2 separate regions of the Hordeum vulgare genome follow, and region 2 is linked to region 1. The links are chromatin contacts, called in public Hi-C maps. All regions are on one chromosome and are shown on one strand. The core of a region is the stretch at or near the end of the contact, and the rest is flanking DNA. Distances in the headings are between cores, read along the strand shown.

The links. A called contact is a pair of places that touch in the nucleus more often than the background predicts.
Region 2: a contact with region 1 is called in a Hi-C map of seedling, with 2.3 times the contacts expected there. The contact joins the promoter of LOC123442538 here to the promoter of LOC123442535 in region 1. A contact is called at or near these places in 2 of 6 Hi-C or Micro-C datasets (leaf and seedling).

The regions. Positions count from the first base shown.
Region 1 is chr3H:12,745,188-12,753,096 of MorexV3_pseudomolecules_assembly, reverse strand. It overlaps LOC123442535 (chloroplastic import inner membrane translocase subunit HP30-2-like), which reads left to right and starts at 4,396. Exons shown (of 6, transcript XM_045118603.1): 1 at 4,396-4,732; 2 at 5,047-5,162; 3 at 5,425-5,551; 4 at 6,295-6,449; 5 at 6,546-6,608; 6 at 6,701-7,063. The coding sequence starts at 4,442. The coding sequence ends at 6,728.
Region 2 is chr3H:12,926,143-12,934,051 of MorexV3_pseudomolecules_assembly, reverse strand. It overlaps LOC123442538 (receptor-like protein 7), which reads right to left and starts at 3,572. Exons shown (of 2, transcript XM_045118607.1): 1 at 1-3,572. The coding sequence starts at 1,629. LOC123442536 (U-box domain-containing protein 32-like) reads right to left here. Exons shown (of 14, transcript XM_045118604.1): 8 at 7,869-7,909; 9 at 7,495-7,765; 10 at 7,088-7,310; 11 at 6,864-6,987; 12 at 6,297-6,509; 13 at 5,863-6,216; 14 at 5,061-5,763. The coding sequence ends at 5,671.

The DNA.
Region 1 (7,909 bases), core at 3,147-5,646:
CTAAATATAAGTCTTTTTAAAGATTTCACTACGAACTACTCCCTCCGTTCTTAAATATTTGTCTTTTTAGAGATTTCACTATGAACAACATACGGATGTATATAGACATAATTTAGAATATAGATTCATTCATGTTGCTTTGTATGTAGTCTATAGTTAAATCTTTATAAAGTCAAATATTTAGAAACGGAGGGAGTATAACTCAACCTATGTTGAAAAAAAAAATCCCACAACACAACTTATGCTACAACGAAAAAATATCCACAACACAAATTAATCAAATGGGCCGTGACGTGCCTTATCACCGGCCCATATAGCTAAGCTATACGGTTGCTTACCCTCATCGTCAGTTCGTCACACGATAAAAATCCCCGATTCCAGACGCCTTACGTCCGCCGCGCCGCCATGCGGGACCTCCTTGCCGCCGGCGCATTCAGGCGCGGCGCCCGTCGCCCTTGGGCGCTCACCGACTCGAAGTGCCACATCGGCGACCGCGACAACGCGACAACCGCCCACGCCGTCACGAGCCAAGGCGGCGGCATCAAGGTGACGTTCGAGCTCGCGGACCCGCCCGCCGTCTCTCGCTGCTTCGTCCACTGCCCTGGCCTCCTCGCGGAGGGCCGCCACTACGGGGATCCCGTGGTCGTCAGCTCGGCGGACGCCTTCGTGCTCATCGTCGTCCCGTTCGCCGACGGCCCCACGGAGCTGCGCAACGAGTTCTTCGTCTACAGGGCCGGTCCAGGCGCCCCGTCTCTCCGTCTCGTCCCCAGCACCTACCGCTACCCCGACCACATCACGCTGGCCGGCGTCGTGCCCCTCGACGGCGCTGATCCCGACAACGAAGACTACGCCGTGGTCTTCCCCCTGCGATCGAAATCTCGCTCGGGGTACTCCGACGACGACTATGCCCGCACGAGGTACGACTTCCGCGTGTATCGCTCCAACATCTCCGAGTGGCCGGGGCCGTGGCGCTGCCAGGGTGCCAGCATCGCCATGGACACCAAGCACCGCGATCACGAGGTGATCATGCGGCACCAAGGCACCCGCGTGATCTACGCCGGTAGGGAAACGCTTGGCTGGGTCAACCATTGGCATGGCGTTGTTCTATGCAACGTGCTTGACAACAACGCGGTCATGCGTTTGATCCGATGGCCTGTTCCGATCCCTTCCGATCTAGCGCCGCGGTTCGGCATGGGAGAAGACAACATCTACGCACGGCCGTTCTGCGACGTCGCTATAAGCAACGGCATGATCAGGTTCGTCGAGCTGAAACCTTGTCACCATAGCGACACCTGCAATGACAAAGGGGTCATAGGCCAAGGCTGGACGATCACCACATGGAACAGGGGGATCTGCTCAAACAAGTGGGACAAGAGGTTCACTGTCGTCAAGGCTGATGATGTGCCTAACACAGGTTCAAGTTACCCTAAGGTATCGGGTGGCAAGAGGCTGAGTTGGGACAAGGTGGTTCATGGTGGGCCCATTCTGAGCTTGTGTGACGAAGATGTTGTCTATATCATGGCTAGACTGGACATACGCTCCGCGGTTGCGTGGATGCTTGCCATTAACATTAGAAAGGGAACACTAGAAGCGGTCAAGCAATGTTCTGCTGAAAAGATGATTGGTCTTGAACCGACCTATGTTCAGTGTGCCTTGTCCAACTACCTCAAGCTGTGGAAAAGGTCTTGAGGAAAGGGAGCTTGCCGAAAAACCATAGCTAAGTCAGTTATGAGGTACTAAGCACCACGACAAAGTTACATCATCGTTTAGCAATCTCTACTGTGGACTACTTAAGGTTTCCCATAAAAGACTCGTGAAATTTGTTGTTGTTTATTGAATTTCTTGAACATTTGATATATAAAGGGAAATGTGTGTACGTTTTTCTGTACATTTGGTATATAATGGCCTCATTGATGTTTAGTGTTATCTCTCTCTTCCAAAAACTATCTGTCTAGTTCTTAATTTCTAGAAAATAACTTACATTTGTGTTCTACTGTTTCCTGTTATTACTCTCTAAAAATTGGAAGTCGAATATCCTTCTTTTCTCCAATAATGACAGATATTTATATTTCTTGTCTTGAGAGAGCTAGTTGCTGGTGATAAGTAATCATAGCAATACTTGGTTGAGAGTATTAGCTGCCATTTGGTGGATACTGAGCTGCCTTGATTTTAAAAAGTGTTTAGTTCCTTGTGCTAAACAGACTACTTAATTTCCAGGAAGAATGTGCTCAGATGATCAAGGAAGCTGGACATGAGAAGGTTGAATATGAACATCTGGTGGTCAATCTACTTGCCATTCAGTATGGATAAAATCTCATAGTAGACAAGGCGGTGGATACGAATCCTCTTAAGCAGTAGTTGGACTAAACAGATGACTAATTTCTTTGTTTCAAAATCATGTAACGACTGTCATTCTTGTTTCTCTCGACTAGAAATAAGAACAGAGGAATGGTCTTATTGTTTTTTTTTCCACACTGAGTCCATTTAATCATACAAATTTGTTCACGCGATCCCCGTTTCTTCAGTTTCTGGTGTCCCTGCCTACGGTGTTGTGAAGTAAATTTGACATCTGAAGCAGACCAAGATGGGTTATGGAGAAAATTACAACATTAAATGTGATATGGACAAAATTCAACTAGATTCCTTCAGATGTTTTTTCTGAATATTTCTTCAGTTGAAATTGAAACATGGGATCTTATGGATATTATCCTAGAAATAAATATCTTGTGCCAATCAGAAATTTATTGCTAAATTTCATCTGCTAGGCAAGCTTGATTGCTCCTGTTGTGCTTCCTTGGCAACTCGGCGAGACGCTTCATGTGTCTTCCTGCTGCGCGTCACAAGCGCAAACAGCTGCACCTTGTTGGTTTTGGCCCATGGGATATGCTTTCTATTGCAATAGAAACTGACTCGATTGCCATATTTGCTCTACTTCCTAAAGCATTGCATACCAGAAGTCGACCTACACTACAACTTTCTGTAAGATATATTTGGGGCCTCGGGAGAATACCAGCGACATCTTTTGCAGCAAATCTGAAAGGATTACAAGCAGTAAAAGAGGTTAAATGTTCTCCTAAGAATATTACAGAGTTTGCCCATAACCGTTTGAACTTGACGAAAATCATGTACTCCTCTTGGACTGATACTACTTGAAGTCCGAGCCGCTGGCTTGGGGATAAAACAGAACAAAAGGGAAATGTTGCTAGCTGATGATGAACCTGAAGAATGGCCTATCATGTGCCAGGAAGCTGGCAAAGATGTCACAAACTGTGACATGCAGAAGGGAGAAGAGAATGGGCATATCCAGTAAACAACTTAAGGAGACAGAACATGCGCTAGGCATCTACTCCCTCCGTTCCTAAATATAAGTCTTTCTAGAGATTTCACTAGTGGACTACATACGGATGTATATAGACATATTTTAGAGTGTAGATTCAATCATTTTGCTCTGTATGTAGACTCCAAGTAAAATCGCTTAAAAGACTTATATTTAGGAACGGAGGGAGTATGCTATATTTTTCTCTGTATATTAATACTACTTGAAGAAATGACACCATTTTTCCGGTGAAAAGTAATGAGACCCATTAAGAACAATAACTAGGACATAAACTGTTTTGCATACTAGCCTAGTTCTTCCTAGCTACTAGTATTTATGTACAGAGTGATTAATACAGTAGTTGATTTCATCACTAACAGGCAAATGGAATTCACCCTATGCCCGGTAAGTGAAGAGTTCGAGGGGATAAAGGGTGATTCACCGCTCATGGCAAAGAATAGTTGCAAATTTGTAGAAATCACGTGGGTGTTGCTCTGCTTGCTGGCTCAACCATTTATCTCCTCCTCATAGCTGCCGTTTTCCTCCTCATTTCATTCAGGTTTCCCCTTTGGTTATTTCAGTTGCTTTTATCTTTCTCTTCTCCTTTATCTTCTCCGGCATTCTTTCAGATTATTTATTTTCCCTCTTTCCATTTTGATTTTGTATTCCTCATTTTACGAATTTTACAATGAACATTCCTTAAACCCGTGAACATTTCAAAAATAACTGTAAACTTTTACTAATTACCCGGCATTTACTGAAACGTGAGACCATTTCTAAAATCCATCAACCTTTATATATAATTACTGAACATTATTATAAACTAGAGAGCACCTTATAAATTCATCATCGTTTTACAAAATCACGAACAGTTTTAACCCGTGCACATGATTTTAAAAACTCATGGCTTTTTAAAAAATACCATGAACATCTTCCTTACATTGAAGACGTTTTTTTTTTCATGAACAGTAGAGCTATTTTTCTTCCCCGAAAGCCCATCGGCCCGGCCCATGCGCGCGAACCGGCCACTATATCCTTCGCTACGTGCGAAGAATAGGAGGCCCCCTCCTCCGTACAGAGCGGCCGTTTCCTAAGGGCGAAAGAAGCAGAGGGGATTCGGTTGCGATGGCCTCCTCCTCCTCCACCACCTCGCCGGCGGCGCAGGCGCGCGGCGGCCGAAACCCGCTGGAGGAGTGGAGCGGGCGGGTGAGGGCGCTGGAGGCGGGGTTCCGCGCGTGGATGGCGAAGCAGCCCGTCCACGTCGAGGCGGCGGTGACCACGGCGGTGGGGGCGGTTCAGGGCGGGGCGCTCGGGGGCCTCATGGGATCGATCACCGCCGACGGGGGAGCGCCGTGGGTGCCGCCGCTTCCCCCCAACGCCAACCCGCAGGCCATGGCGTCTTTCAAGCAGGCCCAGGTCGCCAACCCTATATAAATATAGACATCCTCTGCTTATTTTACCCTGGTTTATTTATTTCTTGTTGATGGATTGCTCGTGATTAATTGAAAACTATTGTGCGCGCGATTGGAACATGTTTTCTCACAATTTATGCTGTGTAATATTGGCTTGTGACCCGTCACTTTTGATTCCTGATCTGTGCAAGTCAACATAGGTGAAGGCCTGCATTTTCAATCTGACGACATATCAAATGTTGGCCGGATAGATATCTCATGAATCCTAAGTTTTGAACTTTCACATGATGGTCACCAGCCTGCTTGATTGCCTCGCAGGCTTTAGCTGCTGGCCCGTTGGTGCAAGCGCGGAACTTTGCAGTTATGAGCGGTACGAACGCAGGCATATCATGTGTCATGAGAAGGATACGCGGAGTAGAGGACATCCAGGGCAGGTGAGGCTTAGCTATTTCATTTTAGCTGGCAGATTGCAAGGACTATAGCTTGTATCATCAGTGTGGTGTCCCATACATACATGCGTTTTAATCTTGGCAATGCAAAGATGCAATAGATGTTCCTTTTGGTATATAATTATCCAAAGGATGGTCCTTATTTCACAGATTCAGGTTTCTGGCTGTTAAGTCTTCAATTCCAGTTAAGAAATCGATACTTGTCACTTTATGCATGACGGACGTCCTATTTGTATTTTTTTTATAGCATGGCAGCCGCTTTTGGTTCCGGTGTTATCTTCTCTCTGGTGAGTGGAATGGGAACTCCTAATCCGGTCGCAAGCGCCATCACATCTGGTGTTGGTTTTGCGGTATTTCAGGGTGGCTTTTTCATGGTAATGATCTAGTCATCTTTGTTGGTTATTACAATTTGGATTCATTTTTCTGTGCAGTCCATCTTGCCACTAAATCTTCAATGTTGATGAAAGGTCAATTTGCTGTTCTATTGCCTGTTCATGATCTTTTGTGGTTTGGATGGGTACGTTAATAATTCAGTAAATGGATAATGTTTTGCCTTGCATGTGGAGATGACAGTTGCTTCTGTACATTAGATGAATCATGACTAATTTTAAAGTAGATACAGCATGTGTTTCACCAGAGCATCATAAACCGCCATTTACCATTTAAAATTAATAATTAATTTTATTTTGATGGTATTGCCTGCATGGAAATGTTGGGCATATCAGAAATATTCTGATGGCTTGTTTGCTTCAGCACTTCCATGTCTCCTTTTTAATTTCAGTATTATAAACCTCACTGTGAATTATCTCTAGAACATGGCCACACACACACACACACACACACACATCCATGAATTTCAGTATTATAAATTTTTTGCTTGACTTTTGTTAATTTGTGAGTGTAAACACACACACACACACACACACACACACACACACACACACACACACACACATTATGCTGAAATCGAAAAGGATGCTTCTCTTTTTTTCTCCAAATCTTCTTTGCTTTGATGAAATTACTACGTACCTTGTCATCAACCCACAACTAACTGATATATGATTGTCGGTATGGTATTCATATTGTATAATAAATAATTCTGCTTATTGGTATGTAGATTGGGCAGAGGTTCTCGAAGCCAGAGGGGGTGAGTGAAACTAACTACTATGCCAAGACAAGTAGCATGTTACAAAATCTGGGTCTCGAGAAATATGAGAAGAATTTCAAGAAGGGTCTCCTTACTGATCATACCTTGCCCCTCCTTACTGACAGGTAAGTTTATTTAGGTCCGGTTGTGTTCGATACCCTTTTAGTTATGCATGTAAGATGTATTCATTTTACTCTACTTCATTCATGTTGCCTTATTAGTGCTTTGAAAGATGTGAAGATTCCCCCTGGCCCCAGACTGATCATACTTGATCAAATTAAAAGGTTTGGGATCATTCCACAAGAATTTCATGGTTCTAGATCTATTTTTTCTTACTTGAATTTATTTGTTTGTTCTGTCTGTATATATTTCCCAGGGATTCTGGGCTGGCGAAAGCACAGTGAAAACTTGCCGCTATCTGCTGGTGGTTCTTTTTTAGTTTGTTACAGATAGTATCATCCGGAGCTATGTCCATCTCTGTCTTGATGATAACCTTTCTGGGCACCGCCACTTAATCTGAAGGCGGAAGCAGTTTTGGTTGTCTAGTTATTATTAGAGTGTAAGCGGTTTTGCAACTCATTATTTGATTTCTTGTAATAATTTTTTCGTTGATAAATGATTTCTGGTAATAATTAGTTGCCTGCATCTTTGAGTTCCAACCCAGTCATTCTACTCTGTAACACAAATAGCAATGTGTGATTTGTTGAATTTTGTAATAGATCACAGTTTTTGTGTAAAATTCCTGTGGAGGTGAGTCTGTCAGCATTTGCTCTGGCAGCGGTTAAACCATTGGATCTTCCGGTTAGAGAAGTTCATTGCTGCTCAAATCTAGTACATCAATTTTCAAGTTCCAATCCCTCACCACGGCCTCTTTTGCAATTTTGAGCACACTGAAGCTATATACTCCCTCCGTTCCTAAATATAAGACATTTTAGAGATTCAATATGAGACTACATACAGAGCAAAATGAGTGAACCTACACTCTAAAATATGTTTATATACATCTGTATGTAGTTCATAGTGGAATTTTTAAAAGGTCTTATATTTTGAAACAAAGGGAGTATGATTTTTGAAACTTTTTTTTTGCAACAGAGGTATTGTTGCAGAAAAACTTTACAAATGAGGTGATGTTGCATATTTTCTTGCCTTCATCTTTATATGGCGTTACACAAGAAAGCTTTACAACATGACTGATTGGGCAAAACAAAACACCAGAAAGCTTTACAACATGACTGATTGGGCAAAACAAAACACCACCGCCGCGAGTCCGACGGATGATGGTGAGGGAGGAGGGGCGCACCACAATCGTTCTAGCTTGACCTGCGACCAAGTCGCATCGCCATCATCCTTCTCTCCAGCAAGGTGTACACCATTGATTGACGATATATCTGGCCATGGGCCGGACCGGGCCTAAAAAGCCCATACCAAAGAACTAAGGCCCAGGCCCGGCCTAGGCCCTATCATCATGCCTACTTTTCAAGCCCAAGCTCAACCCATATGTTGAAAAGCCCGTCGGACCTAGGGCCCCGGGCCAAGCCTTTTCCTTAAAATCTCAATATATATGCCAAGCCCAAGCCCAGCCCGG
Region 2 (7,909 bases), core at 2,323-4,822, 180 kb before region 1:
TTGCCCAATTGCATAAGGTATTGGCCCAGAAAGCTTACTAAACGAAATAACCATGCTTTTCAAATTAGTGAGGTTCCCAACTGCAGATGGTAAGGCCCCAGTAAAGTCACAACTGTAGATTGCCAATCTTCTTAAGTTTCTGAGATAGCCAATTGCAGCTGGAATTGCTCCGCAATAATCACAATTCACCATAAACAAGCTTCTTAAATTTGTGAGGTTGCCTATTGAGGATGTAACTGAACCATGCAATTTGCAGTCGTGCATACCAGATATTTCCAACTTTTGCAAGTTAATGAGATTGCCAATTTCAGACAGTATGGGCCTAGGGAGGTTGCAATCAAACATCCTCAAGCTTCGCAACGCCTTCAGGTTGCCAATGGAGGAAGGCGTTGTCCAAGAGAAGTCGCACCTATAGATATCCAAGCTCGCCAAGTTTCTGAGGTCTCCAATCCATGAAAAAATCGGTCCCAAATCATTTTGTGAGTCCATCAAATTAACTTTCAACTGGCATAAAGACCCAAGTACACCGAATGAAGAGAGAAAATCCATCGACAGAAATTTCCCGTCAATAGTTAACTCCCTCAACAGCTTCAAATCGCCAGAAGAACTTGGTTTAGCATAGGAGAAGTTGGTCCCCTCTAGCCTCAGAGTATGTAGAGAACTTGCATGGGGAAAGTTTGGCAAATGCCCCGAGAGATTCGGGTTTGAGGACAAATCTAGGACCCTTAATTTTTTTAGTTGAAAAAATCTTTGAGGGAACCAACCCTGAAGATTCATATGTGAAAGCTGAAGCTCACTTAGATTGGGAAAATCTGCAAAGAACTCTGGAATCGGACCAACATCATTGGATCCAAGGTTGATCGCAACAAGAGATTGGAGGCTTGAGAGAGAATGATGGATAGGGCCATTCAGCCCGCATCCGCTCAAGCTAAGAACCTGAAGATTAGGAACATATTTTGCTAGAGCTTTGCCCCAATCTTCACCGCTGCTAGACATTATCTGCAATTTATCAAGGTAGAGCTCTCTTAAATTGTTGAGGTTCCCTACTAGGGTCTCAAAATTGGGCTCCCAAAGATGATTAAAACTGTCAGCTGTAGAGATAGGATCATCGTCACTGAAAACTGTGTGACTTGAAAGATCCAAGGAGACAAGGTTAACGAGTTTGCTGATGCCAATAGGTATAGGGCCATCCAAGCCCGAATTGGAGAGGTTGAGATGGGTTAGCGAACTAAGCCTCTCAAATTTCTGATGCCAATAGATGTTGTAACTGTAGTCCCCCAAAGAGTTCATGCTAAGATCAAGGCGTTGAAGGGATCTGAGGCTGAAGAGCGCAGGGTCCAAGCCATAACTGTTCAAGCCATGCCCACTGAGGTCGAGTACAGTCACAAGACCAGAAGAAGCATCACAGCTAATGCCCTTCCAGATACAGCAATTGGTGCCGTTTTCCCATGACGGAAGGAGAGTGGCGGTGATTGCTGCAGCAGAAAAGGATTGCTTCAGTTGGAGAAGGGCTGCAGCCTGGTCTTGATGGCACCACAGGGTGAGGTTACCATTACTGTGAGCTCTGGAGGTGGCCAGTATGGGGAGTTGTACAAGAAAGAGTAGTAGCGCCCAGTGAATGGAAGCCATTAGTCTAACACGGTACTGAACCTACAGCATGAGCTCAGATGTCCAAATGGACGTAAGTATATGTAGTGGTACTGCAATAAGACAACAATCAGTGCAATGATCCAAAATAATTAGTGCGATGACATATCTTGTTATGGATATTAACTCAAGTTTTTAGCCCGGTCTTCCTAAAGTCGTCCACTTAATGCAACGGGCCTGGGAAAGCTCCAGTCAATGCAAGCACGAGTCTTGCTGCGTGCAAGACGGGTTAAACGTAACTGTGACTCTTGTAGAATTTTCCACTAGACAGGGACCAGAGGTGACCTCAGAGCCATATATTTGACCTTTTCTGGTTTGGAGGATGGATCTTGTTTCACTGTCAGAGTTGCACTCTATTGGGATTTGAGGGTACCATCGACCATGACCATCTAGTGTTGCAGGTTAATTGCAGCACCAGCACGCAACTGCGAGTGAAAATATCGTTGATGAATGATAACAATATTCAGTGATGAAGAAAGCTCCAGACTTATATTTTGGTGTGCCACAGGTCATATGGGAATAGTTACTCTTGAGTCTTCATACGCTTATCACTAGCCACACACAATATATGCGCCATCAGATGATTAATTGTGGAGACTGATAGTTTGACCGTTTCCAAGTCAAGTAGGCACCATCAGATAGTTAATGGTGGCCAAATGACCTGCTACCAAGTTTGTTCCAGCTAATGGTTATCTTTTATAACAGCTTCCATTGTCTTAAAAGAAAATTAAGTAGGCAACTATATACAAGTACCAAGGAGGTGAACTTAACAAAATCTGAACTTGCAGGTTACAAGCCATGAATTGAGCCAGGCTTAGTTCCTCAGTATATCTCTAGCTAAGCTAATTCATCTTCAACTCGAAGTTGAGTGGACTCTATAGACTGCATGTATTTCTCAGAAATTTTACAGCAGTAAGAACAGAAAACTCACCATGGTACCTTATGACGCTAACCAGCTATTTCTAGACATTTCAGAAAGACTTCTCCAAATCTCGTTGACTCTCCGTCAGATTTTCTGTTCAGGTACGCAACTGCCTCCCGAGCGCTCTTGGATTTCTTTGCGCAAAGATCATATGAACTAACAGGATCAGAGGATTCTTCTCTTGAGTTGGAGGCTGCAGTGTGTGTGCTAATATCTGGCAAATAAACTGCAGCCTGCACGCCACTATCAGTACATTGTTATTTCCAAGTATCTTTTGCGGACGAAAGAAAACTTATAACAATACATTTCTAGGGTTACTGAATTGGGGGGAAACAAGGGCACCAAAACTTGTGAGCTCCAACTATGTTGAATAAACAGGCACTGTTAGTACCAGAAATTCATGAATTTATTCATAATAGACACACTATCTCATTCCTATTAGCCGCAGAAAATAAGCAGAACAAAGCAGTAAATCTACTGGAAAGCTCCATCTTCCTGCAGTGGAACGAGGATACTTGCACAAGTCACAAGAATGCCATCAGCGGCTAAAGTGGGGCGAACGGGTCGACGGGAGGAGGCCTTGGAGGAGGGGCGCAGAGGGGGCCGTCACCGCGCCGAAGGTCGCGGACGCCGGACGGAGAATGACCCGCGGAAGAGCTCGGCGAGGGCTGCGCTGCGTCCAGCAGCCGCTCGCGAAGGAACCGCTCCATCGCCGGAGAAGAATGGGTCGCGCTAGAAGCTGCCGTCGCTGGCGTGTCAGCGGGACTGGACGGCGGGGTGGCCGTGGTGCTCCGGTAACCGGTGACGGTGGCGGCCGCCGCGAGCAAATTGGTTGGGGTTTCCGAACAAGGTTGGACGGTATGGGCCACAGTGGGCTTGGGCTTGGGCTAGTCCACATGAAAAATAAAAGCTAATGGGCTAATGGTACACAGTGCCAGTGAGTTTTAAGAAGAAGAAAACTCGGCCACTGCCAAGTCATTTTAAGGTCATGTAAACCCCTGTACCCCTTTAGAGCATCTCCAACAGGCGCGCTTCGCGTCGCGTCTAAAAAACAAGTTTGCCGCACGCTGGTCGCCTGGTTTGGCGCGTCGCGCAGCGCTGGCTCCAGCGGTAGCTTTAAAATACAGCGCGCGCGCTCCGTTCCAGCAGCGCGCAAAAATGCAGCTCGACGCGGAATTTTTTTCACCTTGGGGGCGTTTCGTCGAACACGTGGTGCGCGTCGGCCGCCGGCTCAACGAGTGAGCTCGCCGGCGCTTCGGTAGACTCCGCGCCCGTCCGCCGCCCTGCAACCTTCTTCTTTGCCTTCGAGCTGCCGGAGCCGTCCGTCGCCTTCTTCTTCGCGGATGTTTTTCCTTTCTTTGGCTCCGACGCATTGGGGAGTTTTGACGGTGCGACGGCGGCACGGGACAGCGCCGGCGCGACGCCACCCGTCGGCGTGGTCATCCGCGGCGGCAAGAAGAGGCTGCGCGCGAGGCCGACGGTCAGCGGAGCTCCGGCGGCGGCGCCAGCGCCAACGCCCGCCGCGCTAGGGTTTTCGGCGGCGGCGCCAGCGCCAACGCCCGCCGCGCTAGGGTTTTTGGTGGCTGCACAGCGGGGTCAACGGGGTGCCGGTGTGCGCGTCCATGGAGGCAGGGGCGCTGGCGCCGGCGCGCGCAGGAGCAAAGGAGGAAGAAAAGGGGCGAGTTCGCTCGCGCGCTCGAGTCTGCCGCGCGCGGAAGTGGACGCCCGAAATACACAGCGCGGGATGAGGCTATGGACAGCGCGTCCAACTCGTTTTAGCGCGCGCGCGGTTTTTGCGCGCCCGCTGAAGCTGTCCGCCGCGTTGCGCGCGTGCTATAATTGCCTTTTTTGCGGCGCGGCGCTAGTATAGCGCGGCTGTTGGAGATGCTCTTATACAACTACAAATTCAATCAACTTATTATGACACTGCCTTAGTCATTTTAAGGTCATGTAAACCCCTGTACCCCTTTACAATGGCTTCTTGAATCATTGTCCTAGTAAAGGTCTGTGTGATTGATACCTGGTTTGTCGAGGCTCGTGCCAGTTGATTCCTGCCTTCCTGGGCTGAGTGGGCTGGGGCATGTGAAATTTGTGTTTAGAATTTGTACATTTCTCTTATACTGGACAGGTTTACTCAAAAGCGAGGAGCAAAACGTCTTCGGAGCCAAAGTGAGACACTGATGAGCGAGGCTACCATTCTTGGTCTCTCATGGGCGTCACTTCTGTAGCATCGAGGGCATCTTGTATTCCTGGGACTTGCAAGGATCCTAGTACAAACCACGTACACACCGACATACGATAAAACTGAACAAATAGTAGAACGGTAGCTTTCGCAAAAAAAAAAAAAAAGTCAGGAAATAAAATTACAAACAAACCGAAGGAACCTCTGAGCTTGGCACCAACGCCCGCACCTGCCTCTGACACCACCACAATAGCCATAGAAGAAAAGAAAAATGACATGGATTGAACATGTATAAATGACATGGTTGTATTTGTCTTGCAAAACAATTTTATTTAATGCCCTGACCAACGATGATTTAGGGGTTAATCTCAGCAACAAAGAAACACTAGCCGAGCTAACTGATGGTTCAAATTTCAAAAGGCACACAAGGTCTGTGCTCTGTCTTCGTCATAAGTTTCTATGCTCACAGCAAAAAAAAAAAGGCAAAGCTGATGATTTGCCTCCAGATAGCCTGCAAATTATGCAGGACGTTCCTTTCGCGACGTCAACTCCGAGAAAGTACCCGACAAATCGCTGACGCATGTTCCTTCAGTTGCCAGACCGCGGGAGTTTGTACATGATCCACCAGGCACGGGCTGGCCTTCTCGGATGCTTGCCCATTCTGCGCTTTCTCCGAGACAACTCAGCATGTCATTCTTCACTGCCCCTCTGTCCAACAGTTCTGGCATGCCGCCCCTCTTCACAAACAAATGTTGCTCAAGATGTGCTCATCACTTGGTTCTTTGGTCAAACCTAGTAGTTATCTGTTCGGTCTTCCTCAGATGTGCTCATCACTTGGTTCTTTGGTCAAAACCGGTGTTCCAATGCGGTTCAGCAATCTCTTCTTTGAGGCTGGAGCTTTTCCCATCTAGCAACTCTGCTAAGGCTTGTACAGCTGCGGCTTTTTTTTGCTCCTTTTGTATTTTTTGCTTATCAGCCCCTGCCTCAGGGCTTTCTTCTCTTCCATATATTGCTATAAATAAACAACTTTAATTAGGTTGAGAATTGTTCAGGCCAGCCTTTTGCACGACGTATCTTTAGCGCTGCGTTAAAATGCAACCGTCAAACTCACATTATCGACCACTTTTGACTCTTCATCGAACATATCTTCGGTGACGTTCTCAGTCGTGAGATCCTGATTCACCAGTGTGCACCGCACGACGAACTCGTCCTTATACATCATACGATGCGGTGCCATCTTCTGTGCTTGAAATGTTATGGTGACATTGATCTTGGACTGGGGTGGTACAATTCCTTTGCTCGGCTCTATGAGGTACTGTACACTTGACGTTTGGACGTAGAAGGCAATGTAATCATCCCTCGGGTTACTTAGTTGAAGTAAGCATAGTATCTGCTTGCCTGCCTCGAAAGGGAAATGCAGCTCCAGCGGATCTATGTCAAGCAGCTCCCAAGGGTAAGGGCTTATCTGCAAGAAAAGATTGGGGACTCTCATAAATACTCGTCTAAGCAAATAGAACAGACAAGCAAATGAGCCTAGTATCTTACCATGCTAAATGTAGATTCATTAGCATCATCGTCGTGCCCACTTGTACAGTCCAATTCATCGAGCTGGCGGATTATATCCAATATATAAGGTCGTTCTTTGGGGTCATGTGACACGCAGCGTGCTGCAATTTCTATGCATCCAGTAACTTGTTGGTATCCCAATGGTGGATACTTGGCTGATCTATTCCACCTATGCCTCCATCTTCTTAGTACCTATCATTTATATAAATGATTTCTAATCATGCTAAAATATTCGGCTAAATAATATGCATACCTTGCGAAAAGCACACAAACTACAATGGCTCTCAAATATCAAATTTATACTTCAAACCAAACAAGGACAACAGGACAGTAGCAAACTCAATGACCCTGTCCTAAAAAAAATTCCTCAAGGGGCCTATTTGGTCCACTTGTAACCACAAACTATATTTTCAAACTGAAGGACCTACTTAAGAAAATTGAAGGGGCCAATTAGTCTTATTTAAAATTCAGTATTTAAAAATAACTAAAATCCAGAGTCGGTGGAAACATGGAAAATCTGAAATTCCCAGTTAAAATTATTCTTACATTTTCAATGTCAGGATCTTCCTTACGTCCAGTTACAAGATCTATAATTATAACACCCAGACTAAATATGTCTGACTTGAAAGACAACTGGCCGCGGTGCAAGTATTCCGGAGCACAATATCCTCTGCATGAAATCGTGCCAGTTGGATGCATTAGGGACAAAAACAAGACACTGGGCTCTAAATATCTTCCAGAAATGATTGGTATCTACATGTGTAACTTACAGTGACATATGACATCGTCTAGTAACAGCTTGTGATATTCCATCAAGATGTTTTGATATACCAAAGTCTGTAATTTTTGGTACCATGAGATCATCCATCAGTATATTGTCAGGTTTAAGATCCATGTGAACAATATCCTTTTCCTTGTGAAGATATTGTAGACCATCACAAATTCCCTTTATAGTTTGATAACGTATATGCCATTCAAGTCCACTTAATTCATCTGCAGGTTGAAAATAAGTATTAGGGAAGATGGAATCTTTGACCTTTGATTTATGCATGTAAAAATGGATAGATCAGTTCTTTTTGTCCAGTCTGTTTCTTATCATTAATCGACACTTGCAGAAGCAAAAAAGAGGATGATCAAATAAAGAAAAAAAACTGAATCATATGCAACATTGTTGTACCAGTAAGATGATTGCTAAGGCTTCCTTTACTGATATACTCAAAACAGAGCAATCTTTCTCTAATCTCCGGATACAAATACTTCCCACATTTTCCTGAACCGTCCACTTTAATGGCAATATTCTCTGTATTAGCACAGTAACCTAGAAACCGTATTATATTTTTGTGCTTGACACTCATTAGAAAATTAGTCTCACGATAAAACAGCTCATCATCGATTGTCTGGCTGTTCAAGAGTTTCTTCACAGCAACATACCCGTTTTGAAGAACTCCCTGATTAACTTGTCATGTTAGCACAACCATTAGCTCTTAGATCAAAATTAGCTCTACTATGAGAAAAACAATATAGAATGAAGGTTTTTATAGTTAAATTTACCTTATAAACGACTCCAAATCCACCTTGACCAATTTTTCGCT